Linked DNA regions of Triticum aestivum: region 1 is linked to region 2. Evidence: chromatin contacts called from public Hi-C data. All regions are on one chromosome and are shown on one strand. The core of a region is the stretch at or near the end of the contact, and the rest is flanking DNA. Distances in the headings are between cores, read along the strand shown.

What was found. A called contact is a pair of places that touch in the nucleus more often than the background predicts.
Region 1: a Hi-C map of leaf shows a contact between it and region 2, with 2.4 times the contacts expected there. The contact joins the promoter of LOC123144134 here to the enhancer-like site in region 2. A contact is called at or near these places in 3 of 5 Hi-C or Micro-C datasets (all in leaf).

The regions. Positions count from the first base shown.
Region 1 is chr6D:137,121,347-137,125,177 of IWGSC CS RefSeq v2.1, reverse strand. It overlaps LOC123144134 (succinate-semialdehyde dehydrogenase, mitochondrial), which reads left to right and starts at 2,400. Exons shown (of 20, transcript XM_044563168.1): 1 at 2,400-2,642; 2 at 2,759-2,875; 3 at 3,707-3,806. The coding sequence starts at 2,547. LOC123141352 (putative disease resistance RPP13-like protein 3) reads left to right here. Exons shown (of 3, transcript XM_044560524.1): 3 at 1-462. The coding sequence ends at 144.
Region 2 is chr6D:136,972,951-136,976,636 of IWGSC CS RefSeq v2.1, reverse strand. No RefSeq gene overlaps it. Among protein-coding and RNA genes, the nearest start is that of LOC123144131, 87 kb to the right of the region's middle. Within about 2 kb of position 2,261, at least 2 of the 8 cell types and tissues checked have an H3K27ac peak or open chromatin away from gene starts, as enhancers often do. A contact at or near this core is called in leaf, where this site is marked.

The DNA.
Region 1 (3,831 bases), core at 1,151-3,650, 150 kb before region 2:
GTGATAGAGGACCCAGCATGTCCATGTCTAGAGAAGTTGGAGATTACCAACTACTCAAAGGGTCTTCATCTCAAGGTCCGACACAATATTGAGAAAATAATCAAACACCAAGATTACTATCTCTATAAAAAGATGAAAATATGAAAGTACGCGACGTCGATGTGGTGTTTCATGAAGATCAAAGCTCCTACTGAAGATCAACCATGTGAGGTTCGTACTATGTGCAATGTTTGTATAACACGATGTATATATGTTTTATTCTGTGTGATTCATAAGCTCGGGAGTGTTACTTGTGTCAATTTTCTAAGCATTCGTGCATGCTCCTGAGAGCGAGATGATTGTTGTTTGTCCTATATCTCTGAGGATTAGACTTACTCAGCATTTCAAATATGTATTGACTATGTAAAATAAAGTGGCAGAAACCGATTGCTTATGCCAGAGTTAATAAAATGATTGAGCATGTTGTATGTATTGTGAGAATAAAAAGGGTAAGTATATTTGGAACGTGGCATGTTGATGTTACATTGTGATTGGTGACTTTGGTCTTTTGTGATTTTCCCGTTGTATTTAGCTTGATCTCACTCAAACGAAAGCTTAGTAAGTTATAGAGAAAAGGGGGGGGATAGCTAAATCTTATTCACGCTAGAACAAAAATGTTCTATGAACCTGCCTATTCTTAGAGTAAGAATTGACAAACAATTAACCTGGGAGCCCTTCCCCTCCAGCCAGAGCATGTGTAATGTTGCGCAAGAAAGGAAGCCATGTCACGACACTAAGTCCCATGACGAGATGCGACATTGTGAGTTTGGTTCTAGAGGACGAGCCCCCTTGATCATTGTCTGGTGGCCAATGGAACCAGTGTCATGACCTTGATCCAAAAGACAAGAAAATTCTCAAAGGCATGGTGTCACAATTACTTCATCAACCAACTAAGTAATGAGTTGCCCCTTCTTACCTATCTAGCTCTACTCCCTGAGTCCTATCAGGAGGCACGTCTTGACTTCATTTCTGGGTTTCATAGTCTCAAGGAACTGAATCTAGACGCGGACGTGAAGGAAATTATGGTAGCGGATGGAGCATGTCCTTGCCTAGTGCAAATGGAGATTTGTATGTGCTCTCGGCATCTTTGATCTCATCTCCCCACCTATTCAGGAAATAATAAACGTTCAAGATAAAAATCTCCATACTAAAATGAAAGAAACCAGCAACATGTTGTTTTCTGAAGATCATCCAATATATGCTAAAAATGAAAGAAACCAGCAATGTGCCATTTTTCGAAGATCATCCAAGCTCCTAATGAAGATCAACCGTGTGAAGTTCATACCATGTGCAATATCCATATAACACAATACATATAGTTTTTGTTCATGTGTGATGCATATAAGCTTTCAGAGTGTTACTTTGCGTCTATTCGATTTGTTAATTTTAACACCCACTCACGATCTAGTGTTACAGGATGAGTTCTTCCTCTCAGTGGTCTGAATCAGTGGCGATTACAAGAAGAGGTACAAGAATTTCGAGGAAGGAAGGATGAACTAGGCCTCACGCGGGAGGAACAAAGGGGAAAAGTGGTAGGTGGGTAGCCGCCCGAGCCGTGCCGCCGTGATCCTCTTGATGCCTCTGGTCTTGTCGTTGGATGCCTAAGTAGTCGAGCCCCTCGTCTGGATAGCATTGACCCTTTCCGGCCCACTGTAGCAGGAGTTGGCGCGGCCCGTGCGCCTGGGGCGCACGTTGGCACTGGTCACCGGGTCCTCTTTACCATGGGAGCTGGCTGGTGGCCCTGATATGTCAGGGAGGCTGTCAGTTAAAAACATTTGCCTCTGTATATATGCATGTGTGCACCTGAGAGAGAGATGATTGTTGTTTGGCCCATATCTCCGGCCACCATTTCAAATTTATGTATTGACCATGTAAATAAAGTGGCATAAACTGCTTGCTAATGCCCGAGTTATTAAGGGCATGTATAATGGTTGATAATGCCGTCTTATCTTATGTCCGCCACGTAATCTAGATAAGACAATAAAAAGTGATGTACAATAAGTTACTTTAGTCTGGTCTCCAAAACTAAATATCCTTAAATATGTGGTGAGACAATTGTTGCTAAAAAATCATCTCTTAATTAAGAAAAGACAAACATTTTCTTATGGTTTCTCTCACTTTACCTGAGCAATTATCTTATGTGACACTTCTAAGATATCACCATTGTAGATGCCCTAATAAAATTAATAAAATAATTGAGCATGTTCAGTCGAAATGGATTTCCTTGCTTGTCTGCATGGTGCTGCATAGAATGGTTTTAGGAGGGCAAAAAGGGCAAGTGCATTCTTTGTGATCTGGGGCGACCTGGCCGTCCGTGCGGTCCACGCCGGCCCGCGAATATTTGCCGACCTCGGGGCGAGAGGTTGCGAGGTCGCCATCGCACAACGTTCAAAATTTCCCCACCTCCGCACCAGCTCAGCAGGCCACGTGTAAAGCGCTCGTGTGAATAAGACACAGAGACCCGGCCACACCAGGTGCAGGTGTTCGTCACTCGTCGCTTCCTTCAGATGGCGATGGCGATGCGACGCGCGGCGGCGCTCGGCGCCCGCCACATCCTGGCCGCCTCCGTCTCCGCCTCCTCCCGCGTCGCCAGCCGCCGCCACGTACGCCATCTTTGCCCCCACCCCACTCGCCTGCGCCCCTTCATACCCCTCGCGCCCCCCGGCGGTGGTGCTCGGTGGGTCGTGTTTTTTCTGTTAATCGCTGGGTGGGTGCGCAGATGGGCAGCGTGGACGCGGGCGCGGCGATGGAGAAGATCCGGGCGGCGGGGCTGCTCAGGACGCGCGGCCTCATCGGCGGCAAATGGGTCGACGCCTACGACGGGAAGACCATCGAGGTACCGTTACTCCCTCCATCCATCCTTCGCGATGCCTGTTGATTGGCGCGGTTCGGATAGCGTTCGATTTCGAGGGGAAATCAGGGCTTATTGCGGCGCTCCAGTTGCTACTTAATGGAACGCGTGGGAGTTCGAAATTTTGTGCCGAATTTCTTAGTTCGTTCTGTTGAATTGCAATTTTGTTGGTGTAGCTATTAGTCGTGTGTTCTTAAGCTGTGAGCACATTCCCTCCCCACTGGGGCATTCCGGTGAGCAGTCTGTGTGCGACAGTGTCAGACTGCTTGGTGGAGTGGGCTAAACAGAATTGTGTGCTTCGTTGCAACATGTTTTGGTCAGTGGGGAGGTTTTATGCCGCACGACAGGTGAATCTGCCGAGGGGAGCACATAAACTAGGTTGTGTCACCGAGTGTTGACAGGCTGAAGATCCAGTGTTGAGACGGGAAAACTCAATACGGTTAGTGCTGCATCGATGAGCTCTGGCAATGTTGCTTGGACTTTTGACCCCATTCCTAGGACGTTAGCACCATTAAAATTTTCCTCTTGCCTGATATAGTTTGGAGCCATGAGTAATTCTTTAGTATGGTTTTGCCCTGTCTTAGCCACCGTACGCCTTGATAGCCATGAAAATAGTGCCGGAACTTAGCTGGTCTTGAGCCTTTTGAGTTTGCTCCTTAGGTTATTTCTGTAATGAGCGCTGAACAGTATGAGGAATTAATGAAATGTTGCTACTGCAACTCTACTCACTTTTTATATCTCAATTCTCTAATCTATGGTAAGTTGCTAATGTTGATTGTCAATCTTTGTCACTGGAATAACTTATTTTTCTTGTAGGTGCAAAATCCAGCAACTGGCGAGGTCCTAGCAAATGTAGCCTGCATGGGCAACAGAGAAACAGCTGATGCAATAACTTCTGCTAACACTACATTTTATAGTATGTCAAACACATTAGTGTATTC
Region 2 (3,686 bases), core at 1,012-3,511:
TTTCTTTTTTTTCTTATGTTTGTTTTCGTTTACACTCTATATTTTCGTATGTGTCCAAAACATTTTTTAGTAAGTGATCAACATTATTGTGTACATGTTCAACATTGTTTGAATGCTTATTCAACATTTTTCAAATATGTGTTCAACATTTTAGTGCTTATTCAGCATTTTAAAAAATACTTGTTCAACATTTTTCTAATACTCGCTCAACATTTTTAAATAATTATTCAAAAATTTCAAATAATTATTCAACATTTTGAGTACTTGTTCAAAATTTTCAAATACTTGTTCAACATTTTTTGAATACTCATTAAAAAATAATAATTCTTATTCAACATTTGTCAAATACTTCTTCAACATTTTTAATACTTATTCAAAATTTTAAAATACTTAGTCAACATTTTTCAAATACTTTAACATTTTTAATACTTATTCAATATTTTCAAATGTGTTTTGAAGGGTATTTTTTGTATATATATCTAGAATAATTTAAAAAATAAAGAAAAATACAAAAATAAACGAATAGCAAGAACAAAAACCGCAGCCTCCCGCGCGGCTTGCCTCTGTGCTCGCTTAAAGGGAGACATAGGGGTGCCCGTGACAAGAGGAAGTCTCGCTGAAGGCGAGGTCCACATTGAGCCGGCCCATCGCGCCGCTGACCACAGGCCACAGAACATATTCTCCTTTTTCTTATTTTTTTAAGTTTTTTGTTTTCTTTTACTTTATTTACATTCGCAGATATTCTATATTACAAAAAGCATGACCAAGCATTGAAAAATGTTTAATGCGTATAGAGAAAATGTTATCACATATATAAAAATGTACACACAAAAACAATGTGAATGAAAAAAATTAATCATGTATTTAGAAAATGTTAAACAAGCATTTGGAAAAATGATGAACAAGTATTTCAAACAAGTTAAATTTGTATATAAAAAATGTTGACCATGAATTAAAAAAATTAGGCAAAAATTTAATCATGTATATAAAAAAATTAATCAAGCACTTGAAAAAAAAATGTTGAACAAAATTTCAAATGTGTTAATCAAGCATCTGGAAAATGTTAAATGTGTATAGAAAAATGGTGACCATGTATTAAAAAATGAAGAAAATTTTTTATCACTGCTGGTCCACGCATAAGACCTCCTGTGTGTCTTTCCGGAAATTACTTCGACTCACAAAGGTGATCCCAGCCCATAATACAATCAGTAGTTTACTTAACTTGATCACATGCCCACGCTATAAGAAGAAGGGCGTCATGGAAGACTTTGGGGTCCAAAGTCACGCCATCTTTTCCCTTTGGCGTTAATTCAACTTGAACATGAATTTGCAGCACATTTTGGTGTTGTTATATTAACGTAAGTGCATATAAAATGTTAATCAAGCATTTGAAAAGAAATGTTGAACAAGTATGTGAAAAATGTTAATCAAGCATTTGGAAAATATTAAATGATTATTAAAAAAATGTTGAACATGTATTAAAAAAAGGTTGATCTTGTATTTGAATTTGTTTTAATCAAGCATTTGAAAAAGGTTGAATGTATATAGACAAAATGTTGACCAGGTATTAAGAAAATGTTGATATTGTATCTGAAAAATGTTAAACGTGTATTATAAAAATGTATTAGATATATACCAGAAATGTGTATAAAACAGTGAAACTGAGAGAAAAAAATCAATGAAAAATGAGAAAGAAACAAAAAAAAGCCTGAAGACAAAATAAAGAAAAGAAAAAAGTCAATGAAAACTGAAAAAGAAACAAATAAAACCAAAGGTAAAATTGAGAAAAAAAACAATGGAAACAGAGAAAGAAACAAAGAACCGGTGTAAAAACAAAAACAAAAATAAGAAAATCGGTTCAGAAAACTGGGTATTTTCCCTCAAGTATTTACCACTAATGAGACGCAGACCCAGTGGCTAGAATAGGTAGCAACCCTCCAGGAGACCTTGGTTCGATTCCCCCTTTTGATCCCTTTTTCTCCACTATTTCTCTTACTAAGGCTGTGCTAATGGGCCCACCCAGTTGCTACGCGAGACAGAAAAATCCTTCAGCGAGAGATTCTTCCAACTCGCTTAACGCGAGATATTGGTCCCTTTTTCTCCACTATTTCTCTTACTAAGGCTGTGCTAATGGGCCCACCCAGTTGCTACGCGAGACAGAAAAATCCTTCAGCGAGCGATTCTTCCAACTCGCTTAACGCGAGATATAGTCGTCGCACTTACCTTCAGGCTTTAGCCAAATTCTCAACTCCAAGCCCATGTAGGTGGGCCACCTGGTGGAAAAAGTAGCTTCGCCTCACTCTCAGGCTAAATGGCGGCGTTGGCGCAGCCCATTAGCACTTGTATTTTTCTTATTTTCAAATAAAAATGATTTCCATGTCTTCAGAAAGTAAAATTATTTTTAGTAATCACTTTAATATGTAGTATTAATTTATTTCAATAGAATTTTTTCTGGTTTTATTTTTTACATATTGTTTGTGAGTTTTTACTGCACACCAACTCACGTAAAAGAATGTCTACATTCACCCCTATGAACACCCCTAAGAGATTGAGTCGGCTAAACTTGAGATTGATGTAACGAAGTCACATATGCCCTTTTAGTTGATGGGCACGTCACCTCCCTCTAAAAGAATGGTCCTAGAAATCTTGAAAAAAATCCAAACAAAATATGAGCATCCATGTCAAGTCTATAGCTTGAATCCAGGTAGTGATATAGCTCATTTCACACATGTTGTATGACTTGTGTATATGTATTAAATGAAATGTTCACACCAATAGCCTGCTATGTGGAAAATGTTATGTATTACAATTTTAAAATATTCATGCATTCTCAAATAAATGCTATGGCTAAAATATATCAAAATAGATATTTGTTTCTTATAGAACAGATGTTCATATGTATGGAAATAAATATTCATGACTTGTCTAGAAAACATCACATACTTAGTCTTTTACGTATTTACCATGAATAAATGAAACATAAATTAATAAAATAAGGTGGTAAATAAAATAAAATAAATAGGTAGAATAAAGTAATTAAATAAGTATTGTTTAGATGTAAGTATAGAAAATTAAGTGTAAGAAATAATATTCAAATTAAATAACAAACATCATATTTACATGTTTTAGCAACTTTAACAAACAAAAATCTCAAAACATGAAAAAAATCTCAAAAAAATATAGAAATCGAATTTAGTGATTCAGCCCAACCGGGCCCCATCCTTGGGGCAATGCACCCTCTTAGGGCTGACCTCTTGGAACGACATGTGCAAAAGTTTTCAGTGTTTATGGGCCAAGTTCACCTCAATGCCTAGGGTTTTATTTTAAATGGCATTTATATTCGAGGGTTTAAATTAGATCAAATTTCACTTTAGGGTGTTATTGCTCAGCTGGAATAGTTTTAGAGGTGCAAATTAGCCAAAATTTTCACTCTAGGGAGTTATGGCTCCACTTGAATAGATTTGAGGGTGAAAAAAATATTTTTTATCTCCTAATAATAATTCCAGGTGTACGCAATTGGGCCTAGAAAAGTAGAATGGTTAGAGCCCAAGCCTTAGTTTGTTACACAACAAACCACAAATGAACAATTCCAGGTGAACAACTAAAAATATGAGCAACAAGATTATGATTTTTTTTACATAGAAGCAGATCGTTCCCTTTTTTTAGAACTTTTCCATTTGATTACA